3 separate regions of the Hordeum vulgare genome follow, and all the other regions are linked to region 2. A link is a contact called in public Hi-C data. All regions are on one chromosome and are shown on one strand. Each heading gives the region's core, a stretch centred on a gene start, on an enhancer-like site or on the middle of the called end of the contact. The rest is flanking DNA. Distances are from core to core; before and after follow the strand shown.

Region 1 (4,850 bases), core at 1,518-4,017, 490 kb before region 2:
AGTGACTGCAACAACCACAAATATTAGTGCCACCGTTGGTATTGTAGCAGAACCAACAAGAAGGCTAACATGGCACGAGACAGGCATTGATCATGTCAAGAAGATACTTAGGATTTTGGCGCTCTGCGGCTAATCTTCTCAGTAGTGCATGGCGGTAGAATCTAATGCCCATTTTTTGAATTAGCTTTCTTCTTAGCCCACTTTTGATGGCCTTCTATCCAATAGTGCTCTAAAGCTTATGGTGTGGGATAAAGAGATTGTGTCAAGGAAGCCTGCTGGTATTAGCATAATTTGATCTAGCAGAATGACGGTGCTAGTGGAAACATTTTATTTTTAGACTACACAAGAAAATCCTAATCTATATTAATATTACATTGCAATGTTACGAACGGAAGACCGGATCGCATCCATGGATATTTTTTTTAGAATCAATTACACATTTAAAGATTTAAACGAACACACCATCATCTTCAATAGCAAATGGCTGCCCATGGAACTAGACTGATTGTTAAGTGTTTGTTATTTTTAGGTTGTCTGGATGATATACAACAGATGCCAAATAAAGAATTACTAAAATGGAAAGAAGAAGTGTTTCATTAGCGCATTTTAAAGGTCATGATTTTGGATCTAGATAATCTATATGGGTGCCTTGTCCGACACAAGCTATACCGACAAAGTGGATACTGAACTCCATATGAAGGATGATCGAATTAATATAATCCGTAACTTAGGGGATGAAACAGGAACCAAATCTTATGCAATGCAATAGACCCATTAAGAAATAGGTAGCCTAGCAAAACCTGGGAAACCTTCTTTGGCACCATTTGAGAAAATGAAGTAGAAGAGGATGGTTGGGATGCATGGACATCGATAAGAATATAATTACTAATTAGAATGATTACTCAGACACTTGTGTCCATTAATTTAAACTTCTAGGTAGTGAACACAAAAATTAACTGCACCAAACAAGAGAACGAAGTTGAAGTGGATGGTGAGGAGGCATTAATATTGACAAGAACGGAACTAGAATTACCGCTCAACATTCGTTGCCACTGATTCACACTAATAACTAGGGAATAAAAGAATAACTGCGCCTATCTATTTACGGTAAATTTCAGTCAGAGCCTAATGGGACAGAACATCAATATCAATGATAATGGAACAGGATTACGATGCCTGCATTCATACTTCATTGAGGCAGTTTGAAATACTAAACTATAAGTTCGCTGGGTGAATAAAACATCACTAGTATCAAGCCTGTGTGTTTGGTTATGGAATAACCATCTTCAGACATGGCATGTCTTAATATTTAATTAAGTTGATGAAAAAATGTGTAGGTTTGGATGACTCCAGCTAGAAATAAATAATTTCTAAGTGAAACAAACAGAATCAATTATCTGGATTGACTATTTGTCAGGGATATTTGGATGGGAACTATTTTCTTTCTTCCCTTAATTTCCTTCTAAACAAATATAGGTCATATTAATTCAACCCCTCAATGTGACAGATCATAATCGCATCATAGTACCGCCAAAACAAACTTAACCTTTCAACGGAAGAACCGATTCACGTGAGAAACAAGGGGTGAAATAACACTAAAATCTCACGCAGTACAGATGAAAAATGGTTTCCCTTTCGCTTCCTCAACTATGGATGTGTGCATAGGTTTAACTGGCTAGAAAGGCAGATAAATTAGCAAACACAGGGATCCACCAGGTCAAAAAAACACAGTGGTCCATGAAGTACAGAATGTAACTAACATTAAAAGATTCATTGAAGGCATGCAATCCAAAATTGGCCCTAATGGTTCATGAGCACAAAACCAATAAGTTCTCTAATAGGAATTGGTAAGGTGATTAGGTAAAATCTCAACAATCACATCATATGTATTCATTGCAATCTTTACGAGATCACACATCCAAAATTTTGCAGGCATAGAAGAAATTTCATCCTGAGATAATACAACATCTTGTTTTTTCCTTGAAAATATTAATCATAAATAGCACCACATGGCTAGCCAGAGAAAAGTTGAAAATCATTTCTCCAACATGAAACCGTCCATGCTGCAGTTCCAACGACATCAGAAGCATCAAAAGCTCCATGCTCACTTACGGTTCCGTGGTTTTCCAATAGAATAAACTACTGTTTAACCCTGTGATGGCCCAACACTCTGGCTCGGCCACATCTGCAGATCCGCCTACAACTCCTCTGGTTTCCTAATGGAACAAGCTGCTGTTAACTGTACATTTCCTGCCCTGTTCTACCCAAAATGAAGGCGTAGAAACTGTGAATCCGGTATTGCTGATTCACCCGAAACTAGGCATCGGTATATGAACCCTGTAGACAAGTGGATGGAAGGGAGGGTTTCACCATGCGATGAGGAAGCCGAATGCGCCGAGGAAGGTGACGAGGCCAGCTCGGCGACGGCAGAGGAGCATGGCGAGGTAACCGAGCGCCATGGGCCCGACGAAGAGGAGGTTGGAGGTGGCCCCGAAGGACAGGTAGGAGAGCCCGGCGCCGCTGAGCCCCGCGTAGAGGTGCCGCCCCGTGGCGCTCGGCACGGCGCGCCAGAGGAGGCCCGTGGGTATGGTGGCCGCGAAGCAGAGCAGGAAGCGGAGCACGGGCACCGAGACGCCGATCGCCGCCGCCATCGGCTCCATCTCGAGCCCCATCGTCGCCACCGCCACCGCCACCGCCGCCGCAGAGGGGGGCGAACAGATGCGGGCGATGCAGGAATAGAGGATTTGGTTTTTTCTGATGATGAAGCGAGCTCGCGAGCCGCGCGTGTATATGTGCTGTGTGTGATGGCGTGGAAGCCCTGGGAAGGTATCTTTCCACACAGCCCCCTTTGCTTTGTTGAATTGGCGGTCCGAAGCGACAGGAAACTTGCGGCTCTTGGTAACGTCAAAGTGAGAAGATTTGGACAAATACCAACGATATCGGCAAATCATTGTCGTGGCGTACGCGGGTGCTAGGCAAGCTTCGTCTTTCTCTTTATTAGAAGAAAAAGTGATGAGCAAACTTGATACATCCACAAACGTGTCTAATCAGTAATCCAATAAGAGAAAGAAAGAAAAAAAATGACATAATCAAATTCTTTATATCATCTTTATACATTCAGGCTGTCCGCGAACTCTCATATTCATTTCAAATATAGAAAGGATATGAGGGCTCGCGGATGCGCCCACACGCTTTCGATCAGTCCGCTACGTAGGAGGCTGCTCCATCCTGGACCAACTTTTTTTTTCTTTATTCATTCTTTTTCTTTTCTCTTTTTCTTCATCATCAATCATGTGTAAGTGACCGAACATATGAGAAAAAATGAAAGATATGAATGCACGAACAGACAAATAGAGGACATGCCTAGTCAATAATCGAACGCGTCCGCGGATGTTTAGAGGATCATATTTGTTATATTCGGTTGTAGATGCTCTTAGCACTAGTACTCGTAGTTACTCCCACGGTTCCTAAATACTCAGTGATCTAAACGCTCTTATATTTTTTATAAAGGAGTATAAGATATTTTAGAGATTCCACTATCAACTATATACAGATATATATAGATTTATTTTAAAATACACATTCACTCATTCGTTTCGTATGTAATTTATATTAAAATCTCTAAGAGTCTTATAGTATTTAGTAAGGGAGCGAGTACATGATTGAAGCAATATACGAAGTCATGGGCATAACACTTGACTATTCTAACCTTAGGGCTTTATATCATAGAATAATTGATTGAACTCATCGTAATCCCAAGCGTAAGCCTTGTTTGGCTGAGCTTTGGGTGGCAATTACGGTGTAAGCATGCCGTACATGCATACGTACATTTCAAGAGATGCTTCTGACGTGCCTTGTAATTTCAGCACTTAGGTAGAATTATATATGCGTTGTGAGCCTTTTATTTCATTTCCAAAAATTATATCACATTCAAGCGTTTCTTGTTCAAATCGCAATAACGAACTCATGTAAAAAAGAACTCATGATAATCTGCTCAAGTGGAAGTTGGTATTTTTTTTCTCTTTTTTTTTGGGCAGGGAAGTACAAATTCATAGTTTTTTTTAACACGGTACAGATGGAAGTGCTTACATACACGCGCATACACTCACCTTTATGAATGTACACACGCACACCCTACGTCTATAAGCACCTCCAAGAGACTGAGCTCACATATTATCTTGAGATTTTACGAAGTCATCGTAGGCGCTTCGTTGTCGTGGGCGGGGGATATCATTGTCCTTCTAACCATCCAACCACAGGTTGGTTTGCGTGAAAACACATAGTTAGTTAATAAATATGTACAGCTATGGTATTGGAACGAGGGTTTAACCTCCTTTTTGAAAATTATAATAAGGTTAGAATACCGATACGATATTTATCTTTCTTTGCAATTAATACACAGTACATGGACACAAGCGTCTTTGTCCATGTCTTTTTAGAGCATCTACAGCCGGAATTTGCAAAATCGGCCCTTCAAACGTCTGTGGACATGTCCGGCCTCGTTTTGGACCCCTTTTTTCGTTCGCGCACCCGTATCTCTCATATTTTTCCTCATATGTGCGTTCACTTGCATGTGATTGGTGGAGAAGAAGAGAAAGAAAGAAAAGAATGAATAAAGAAAGAGAAAAGGTGGTTCGAGATGGGGTCGCGTCCTATGTGGCGGACTGACCGGGCGTGCCCGAGCGTGTGTGCGAGCCCTCATATCGTCCCCATATTTGAGATGGATTTGAGCGGTGCCAGTCAGTCTGGGCGTTTGAAATAGATATGAGGGGTTCGGTTGGGTCGACTTTTTGTGACCGGCCAATGACTCGGCGGGTTGCCCACGCGTTTGAGGCAGATTTGAGGGGTCC
Region 2 (4,740 bases), core at 831-3,330:
ATAAGTTTCATTGTTGAAACTTAAAAGCCTTTTGAGGAATTTCCAATTTTATGTCCTCATGCGAGATTGAACAACTTCACCAATTACGAGGCAAATCGAGCGGATGACAGGTGTTGACAGGCGAGTGCCCCTGCCAATTTCCGCCCTCTTCATAGGTCATAGCTTTAGACACAGGGGGAGTGTTTTGCATATCTTGACACCATTGGCAGACACTTGTGGTGGGTTGGGTTGCCACTTGGTGGCGATTCAATCAGTTGATAAATATAGTACCTGTTGCAGGAGTTGTGTACAGGCAAACGCACAGAGAGAGGACATGAGCAAGCTTTAAGGGCAGACATACAAATTATAACAAAATGTCATTGTACTACTACATGTAAAGGTAATGACCTCACCGATGCTGATTTGGACCACATAATCAAGATTGGGGTGGGCTGTAAGGCTAAGATGTATTGATCAAACAATATATAACTAAACACGTTTGCCATACAGCTATTTTATTCATGGGATTGAACTCTGACCATACATCGTCGCGTTGCATGCAAGTCCAAGAATGAGAACGCTCATCTTTGGCTGCGGTGCAACATCTATGACTATGATCGTGTGCACGGGATTTGTTAATTTCACTCATTAGCACTGAGACTAATTGATGACAGTTTGCATACGAGCGCGTCATCGAAAAGAGTTTGCATGTGAGTGTGTGTTTTTATTGAGAATATTACACAGCCACATAACTTTTGGGGCTAAGGTAACACAAAACGATAACTCTAGAAGTTTTTTTACAAAAAAATACAACTCTGGGACAAGTCGGTAAGACAAACCTCAAATCTAGAGATTGAACACACATCTAACGAGTGGGTCCTACTAACCGTAGATGCAAAGTACTTCCTCCGTTCTTAATTATAGGTCTTTTTAGAGGTTGACTACATATGTATGTATATAAACATATTTTAGTGTGTAGATTCATTTATTTTGTTTCGTATGTAGATCCTTAATGAATTTTTTTAAAAAACTTATATTTAGGAACGGAGGGAGTAGTAGATAGCTAATTTTTAGCCGAGCTCACACCGGAGCTGCGCTTGAGGTGAGGCGAACCAAGCTCAAAATAACCTTGCATGCATGTTTTAGCTTCTTAAAACTGTCAAAATTTTAAAATGGTTGGGATAAATAGGCTAAAGATTTCCGAGATGACCACTTAAGATGTTTTCAATTACTATAACATTTTTATTTTTTATGAATAATTGCACAAAAATTAGGCCAAATCTTACAACTACCAAAATTTTAAAATGTCCCGATAAATTGGCCTAAAATTTTCCAAAGTGACCATTGGACGTTTTGCATTACTATTTATTTATATTTTCCAAAAACTAGACATTTTGGTCACATCTGTAAGGAAAAAGTAAAGTTTGGAAAAGTTAGCTTATTTCAAGATTTTTTTATTATTATCTAATAACTTAGCTGAGATCGTATCGGCTTAAGCCGACCTCTCAAGGCAAGCCGTCACTATAGTCAGTTAACATGGGACCCACATCCAACTGAAAAAACAACATGACATATTTCTTCTTATAACTGACTAATCAGGGTATTTTTAGATTTTTTTTGTTATCGGCTTGAAGTATGGTTGTGTTCTTCTTGTTTTAAATTCCCCTTTTTTGGTTGTGCTACATCAGCCTCAAATATTGTATATTTGTGAATCCCCTCTTTTTTTTGTTAACCATGTTTGTTGAGGGGGAATCCTATTTAGCGCTTGATGTTTATAGTGTTTTTGCAAACTGACGCATGAAGCAGGGTTAACATGGGAACCACATCCAACTGGAAAAACATTGGACTCACGTGACATAATTTTCCATTACCGACTAATCACGGAATTTTTAGATTTTTTTTGTTACCGGTTTGTGGTAGGATTGACTTTATTTGTTCTTAAAATCCTCCTCTCTCTTTTTTGTGCTACATCCGCCTCAAATATTGGGTACTTGTGAATTCCCTTCTTTCTTTCTTTCTTGCTAACCGACTGTGTGTCTATTTAGGCCTTGTGGACGAATCCTATTTGGCGCATCAGGCGCACGTGTATAGTATTTTCGGAGCTTCTATCTGCCGCACATTGACAGGAAGTCCTCGCACGCACAGGAGTGGTAGCTCCGATTGGGACGGTCCAGTTTTTTTCTCTCACAAAAATCTCATAATTCACCTTTTTCCCATTTTTATGTTTCTTTTTTCCTTTCTTTTTTTGGTTCTTTTTTCCTTTCCTTTTTTTATGAAAACGACCAACTGTTGAATTACCCGTCATTTCTTGAAAACATGAACATTTTGTAAAAAAGAGAACAAATTTGAAAGAGCAAACAAATTTTTAAAGCATGAGCATTTTTTGAATCTTGAGAACAAATTTTAAAACCGAGAACATTTAAAAAAACGTGAACCAATTTAGAAGAACGAACAATTTTTTAAATCATGACATTTTTTGATTCTTGAGAACAGATTATTTTTTAAAAAACACAGAACAAATTTGAAAGCATGATCAATTTTTTTAAGCACGAACATTTTTTGAATCTTGAGAATTTTTTTGAAACCAAGAGCAAATTTGGAAGCGTGAATATTTTTTAAAGCACAAACATATTTTGAATCTGGAGAACAAAATTTTGAAACCCCCAAACAAATTTGGAATAAAACGGAGAACAAATTTGAAAGCACGATTTTTTTTAAAGCACTAACATTTTTTGAATCTTGAGACCATATTTTGAAACCCTGAACAATTTTGGAAAATCCTGAAAATATTAGAAGCGTGATTTTTTTTTAAAGCACAAATGTTTTATGAATTTTGAGAACAAAATTTTGAAACGGAAATGTTTTTGGAAACCCCGAACGAAGTTGGAAGCATGAACAATTTTTTAAAGCACTGACATTTTTTGAATCTTGATAACAAATTTTGAAAATGAGAACAATTTTGAAAAATCCTGAACAAATTTGGAAGCGTGAACAATTTTTGAAAGCATAAATATTTTTGGAATCTTTTGAAACGGAGAATTTTTTGGAAAACCACGAATAAATTTGGAAGCGTGAACAACTTTTTAAAGGACGGACATTTTTGAAATCTTGAGAACAAATTTTGAAACTGAGAACAATTTTGAAAAATTCTGAACAAATTTGACAGCACGAACATTTTTTGAAAATTTTGATATTTTTTGAAGTTATGAATGGCTTTGAAAAACGGGTACTACTTAAAATTTAGAACTAAAAACATTTTTTCTGTTGGAAGATTTTTTTTTGAAAATCCAGAACATTTTCGAAATAGAAACAAAAAAAGAACCAAGAAACGAAAACCCGGTTCAAGGAACCTTTAAGGTTCCCAAAACCGGGATATGCTAATGGGCTAGCCCATAAAATTCCTCGCCTCGCTCCGGTTGGCGTTTGCCCGACAACTCGCCGCGTCGAGCGGGGGGCATTCCGATTTCCCTAGTATCATCATTATTTGCAAGCGAATCCAGATTGAGATTGAGGCAATCAAGTTAATTAAATTTTTGAATCACTCACTCAAGCCCATCGTTGAATCCTACTCAACAATTGTCGAATCCTACTCACCCGAAAAGGGGGTACTTATGTATGACGGAACGGGCCAATAAGGTCTTTCATAATAAAGAAATAGACGGAACTGGTATGAAACAACTTATTAGCAGATTATGTTGGGGAACGTCGCATGGGAAATAAAAAATTTCCTACGCACACGAACACCTATCATGGTGATGATTATCTACCAGAGGAAGGTCGGAGCCACATACCCTTGTAGATCACTAAGCGAGAAGCGTTAAGAAACGCGATTGATGTAGTAGAACGTCTTTGCGATCCAAATCGTTGTCGTCCCACGATCCGTCCTGATCTAGCGCCGAACGGACGACACCTCCGTGTTCAGCACACGTACAACTCGACGATGATCTCCGCTTTCTTGATTCAACAAGAGGGAGCGAAGAGGTAGATGAGTTCTCCGGCAGTGCGACGGCGTAACGGCGATGGTGCTGGAGCTAGTCCAGCACGGCTTCGCCTAAGCACCGCTAAAAACTAAACTAGAGGAGAAATGAATTTAGAGAGAGGGTAGCACGTGGCTAATTGTTGTGTCTCAAAAACCCTCAAAAGCTCTAGTATATATAGGAGAAGAGGAGGGAGGCCGCCGGCCCTAGGGATGCCCCTTTGGCTCGGCCGAAGTGGGAGGAGAGGAGCCTCCAATTCTACTCCTAGTAGGATTCCCCTTCCACTTGGAAACCTTTTCCACCTTTTGTATTTTTCCTTTATCTCCTACTCCAGCCGCATGGGCCCTTAGAGGTGGCTTCGGCCAGCCCACCAGGGGCTGGTTTGCCTCCTCTCTTGGCCCATGAAGCCCTAGGATCGTCACACCCCTCCCGGTAGTCCCCCGACACCCTCCCAGCACTCCCGCTACACTACCGATGAGACCGAAGCCTTTCCGGTGACCAAAACAGGAGTTCCTATATATCAATCTTTACCTCTGGACCATTCCGGAGCTCCTCGTGGCGTCCAGGATCTTATCCAGGACTCCGAACAACCTTCAGTCGCCAACACATATAACTCAACTATATCGAAATGTCACCGAACCTTAAGTGTGAAGACCCTGCGGGTTCGAGAACTATGCAGACACTCTCCGGTCAATATCCAATAGCGGGACCTAGACGTCCATATTGGATTCTACATATTCTACGAAGATATTTATCGGTTGAACCTCTATGTCAAGGATTCATT
Region 3 (4,257 bases), core at 406-2,905, 300 kb before region 2:
ACTTGACTAACATCTACTCCCTCCGTTCCTAAATATAAGTCTTTTTAGAGATTTCACTAGTGGACTACATACGGATGTATATAGACATACTTTAGAATATAGATTCACTCATTTTGCTCCGTATGTAGACCACTAGTGAAATCTCTTAAAAGACTTATATTTAGGAACGGAGGGAGTAGTTTATGCCAATACGAAATCAAGTACGGAGTAGCTTGCAAAATTAGCAACATTTAGGCAATGTGAGGTTAGCTCCTGACCTTTAAATGATTTGCCTAATTTGGAAAAATGGCTCTTATCAATTAAGTATACCATGAAACTATGCAAAGTAAGAACAACAGGCAAAATAGAGTTAATTCTTTAGGAGTTAAGAAAGAATATGTCAGCAATACTCCGGTGATACGGCTGTTGACCTGAACAAGAAAACCAACTGCTGAGACGGTTTCTTCAATGGTAGCTATTGTAATTCACATCTCAGAGAAAAAATGTATATACAGAAAAAGGTCAGCAAGAGGAAGAAAATACCTTGATTCATCTGTGACAAGGTGGCTCCAATATCTTCGGTCCTCTATTCCTGTGATCGCCATCGCTTTTGAGGAGATGGACATACAAAGACCTCCCTTGTTTTTCTCGATCCAGAATTCCTGCAAATCGCAGCATGGTTGCCTTTTAAGCAGAACAATTCATTTCAAGCAAGAACGGTCCATGAACAAAACTACAGACAAACCAACCAAACATGAACAAAAATGGAAATAGAAATCCTCTCCGGTTTCCAGAATTAACCACTATATCTGCACAATTAATCATCTAGGCATATGTCCTAATAATAATCAGCTGCCATAAAAGATTATAGTTAAATGAGCTACCTTTGTACCGGCATCAAATGGAGTAGGTCGGCACAGGCGCGCGTAAATCCCCTTTTTAGTCGATATAGGGGAGCAGGGCTTGACATTGCCGTCTCCGTCGCCACCGCCCTCATCATCGGCAGCAGCTGCGAGGGCCGCAAGGTAGCGGTAGTTAGCGGGCAGCTTGCCGGCCCAGACGCAGTCCGCGGATGCGGCGCCCCGAAAGGCGCGGTTGAGGCAGGCTACCTGGCAGATCTCCGGCGGGTCAAGGTTGAGCAGCACCGCCGCCACGCAGCTCTCCGGCATGTCGCCGAGAGATGTCTCACCCCAATCGGCATCCGCGCCAAGGATGCTCGATCCCGTCCCCATCTAAGATCAAATTGCGTGGATTGTGGCAGCCTTCCTTGCGGACGTACCACCCAGCGCCTCAGATTTGCCCAGCGAAGTAGGATTGTAGCCAAGAAACCACCAATTGGCCTTGTATCCGGGCGAGCAGAAATCAAGAATCACACATGCGGAGCTAAATTATCGTCGAATACAAGCCTTTGCGCGGCCGATTCGATCAAAGGGTCGCACCTTCCGACCCCCGCTGGCCTCAAATGGACCAAAAAATGCCCCGAATTCCTACCAGCGTGGCTAAAAAACCCAACCTTTCGCGAGAATCGAACCCAAATTGATGGGAAAACCAGGGCTTGAATCGAGAGGCGTGTCGAACCACCTCGACAAAAGATTTTCCTCGAATGGAAGGGGAGAGGCGCTGGGAGGAAACGCAGAGATTTTTCGGAGGCCTTTTAAAGAAGAGAATTGGTCCACCGCCCCTCCAGTCCCGGTATCGATACACGGCCATACGGTAGGACCGTATAACAGACATTGCCGTTTGGGTCCAATTGTTTAGTTATTATCTCCGGCCACAAAAGATTAGCACAGTGGATAATGTAGGATAGTGGCACATTTATGTGCAAGTAGTTCGCGCGGATTTTGATTCGATTGGATTGGGAATGGATTAAGTTCGAATTTAGCACTGTACTTCCAGTTAACAAGGGTTCGAAGACACTCTTAAACGACAGATGCTGCTACTTAAACGGATAAAACCGATTTTGCCAAAAAGATACTATTTATCATTGTAAAACGCAAAAATGGTTTTTATGTAATTATGTTTTAGTATCGTGTGAAATTAAATGATTAGTGCAACTGTCTGCAAGCTGAAACAAAAAAAATATCTTTATATAGTACTTCCTTCATAAACTAATATAAATAATTACTACTTCCTTGGTCTTAAAATTATTGTCTTTAATTTATCTAGATATAAATGTATCTAGTCATGTGTTAGTATTTAGATACATCAATTTCTAGACAAACGTAAGATAAGAATTTTGGAACGGAGAGAGTATTTTAATGGTCTAATTGTTTTTATATTAGTTTTTTAGAGGGAGTATAATATTACTTCCTCCGTTTCAAAAATTTTGTCTTAGATTTGTCTAAAAATAAATATATTTAAATACCAAAACATGATTAAATAAATTCATATCTAGACAAATTTAAAACAAAAGTTTTGAGACGAAGGAAGTATTAGGATTGTTGGACATGGGAGCAATCGCTCATTATATTTGTGGCTTGTGGACCATAAGGCACTCACTTAAGAAAATGATTACTCCCTCCGGATGGGAGTACAAGTAGGACACAAGCTTTTAGTTGCTCAATTTGACTATCAAAATATGTGTGATATATTATAAAAATTATTACCTTTGTCACATAATATAAGAGTATTTTTTGCATTATAGTGTCAAAATGCTCTTATATTATGGGATAGAGTATATTTCTACATTCAATGTTAAATGAATCTTTCTAAACATATACATTTTTGTGGCATATTATACATATTTTGCTAGTCAAACCGAAAGCGTAAGTTGTCGTGACCGACTTATATTACCGCATTGAGAGGGTATTTGATATTCTACACACTAGCACTTGGAAGCTCGACAAACTACATATAAATAGCGCACATGACGGCAACACTTGGCTAGTTTGCACAACCTAACGACCCTACACGTCTACATGGCATCCTACGCGCTGACACACATAGACACACACCCCATAGTGATGCACAAAGTGATGACACTCGCAATAACAAGATCAAGCCCACCATGTAGCACACCGACGGTGATGGAACCTACACCACCACTACACCACCACTAATAGTTGCATGAGAAAGACCCACCTATGATGGATTGAGGACCTACATAAGACCCCCCCTCCCATACGTTGTGGCGTCAAGCCAACAGGGCGCGTCCAAGGGGGGTGGTCGTACCCTGATGGATTGAGACCACCTCCCGCAGCCTCCTCACCTAACTCCGCCTTCATAAATCTTAATATGTTAAGAAAACACCAAGGAGCCACCCAAAATACTTTTTTCGCCATCGCATGTCTTTGTTCCGTCGTGATCCCATCTAAAGCCGTGTACCGATGCCCCACCGGAGGAGGGATCAATCACGGAGGGCCTCTACATCAACCTTGCTGCTCCCATGATGATGCGTGAGTAGTTTACCATAGACCTACTGGTCCGTAGTTAGTACCTAGATGGTTCTCTCTCTCTCTCTCTATGTTCTTCAATGCAAAGATCACCACGATTCGGTGATCTATCCTATGTAATCATCTTTGCGGTGTGTTTGTTGGGATCCGTTAAATTATGGATTTATGTTCAGATAATTCATGAAAATATATTGAGTATTTGCTGATCATATATATGCAGGATTATAATAGCTTCATATTTATCTCTGATCTATCGGTTTGGTTTGACCAACTAGATTGATTTATCTTTAGTGGGAGTGGTGAGTTGTAATGGGTTTAATCTTACGGTGCTCAATCCCAGTGATAGAAAGGAACATGACACATATTTGTATTGTTGTCGTTAAGAATAAAAAGATGAGGCTTATTCATATTAGTTTAGTTTACTGTGTCTACATCATGTCATCTTGCTTCAAGCATTACTCTGTTTTCACTTACTCAAGATGCATGCTGGATAGCGGTCGATGGGTGGAGTAATAGTAGTAGATGTAGGTAAGAGTTGGTCTACTTGCTTATGGACGTGATACATATATATATATGATCATTGCCGTGAATTAATATTACATAACTATGTGCTTTTCTATCAATTGACGAACAATAATTTGTTTACCCACCGTATGCTCTCTCTAAGAGAGAAGCCTCCAGCAAAAACTATGGCCCTGAGGTCCTCACAAATCGTATTACAAAAATACCAAATATATCTCTGCCATGTACTTACTTTTATTTTATTTTATATTTATATTATCTATCTATCACTACTTATCGCTTGCAAGTAACGAGTTCGAGGGATTGGCAACTCTCTTGCCCGTGTTGGGTGCAAGTGTGTACTCTTTTGTGTGTAGGCGCTGAA

What was found. A called contact is a pair of places that touch in the nucleus more often than the background predicts.
Region 1: a Hi-C map of leaf shows a contact between it and region 2, with 3 times the contacts expected there. The contact joins the promoter of LOC123401386 here to the enhancer-like site in region 2. A contact is called at or near these places in 2 of 6 Hi-C or Micro-C datasets (leaf and seedling).
Region 3: a Hi-C map of leaf shows a contact between it and region 2, with 9 times the contacts expected there. The contact joins the promoter of LOC123402988 here to the enhancer-like site in region 2. A contact is called at or near these places in 3 of 6 Hi-C or Micro-C datasets (leaf and seedling) and 1 of 1 datasets of contacts at active chromatin or transcription factors (embryo).

Annotation. Positions count from the first base shown.
Region 1 is chr6H:436,967,785-436,972,634 of MorexV3_pseudomolecules_assembly, reverse strand. LOC123401386 (lysophospholipid acyltransferase 1-like) reads right to left here and starts at 2,767. Exons shown (of 8, transcript XM_045095174.1): 1 at 2,371-2,767. The coding sequence starts at 2,672.
Region 2 is chr6H:436,473,296-436,478,035 of MorexV3_pseudomolecules_assembly, reverse strand. No RefSeq gene overlaps it. Among protein-coding and RNA genes, the nearest start is that of LOC123402988, 300 kb to the left of the region's middle. Within about 2 kb of position 2,080, at least 1 of the 3 cell types and tissues checked has open chromatin away from gene starts, as enhancers often do. A contact at or near this core is called in leaf, where this site is marked.
Region 3 is chr6H:436,770,220-436,774,476 of MorexV3_pseudomolecules_assembly, reverse strand. It overlaps LOC123402988 (F-box protein PP2-A13-like), which reads right to left and starts at 1,655. Exons shown (of 3, transcript XM_045096961.1): 1 at 864-1,655; 2 at 523-641. The coding sequence starts at 1,211.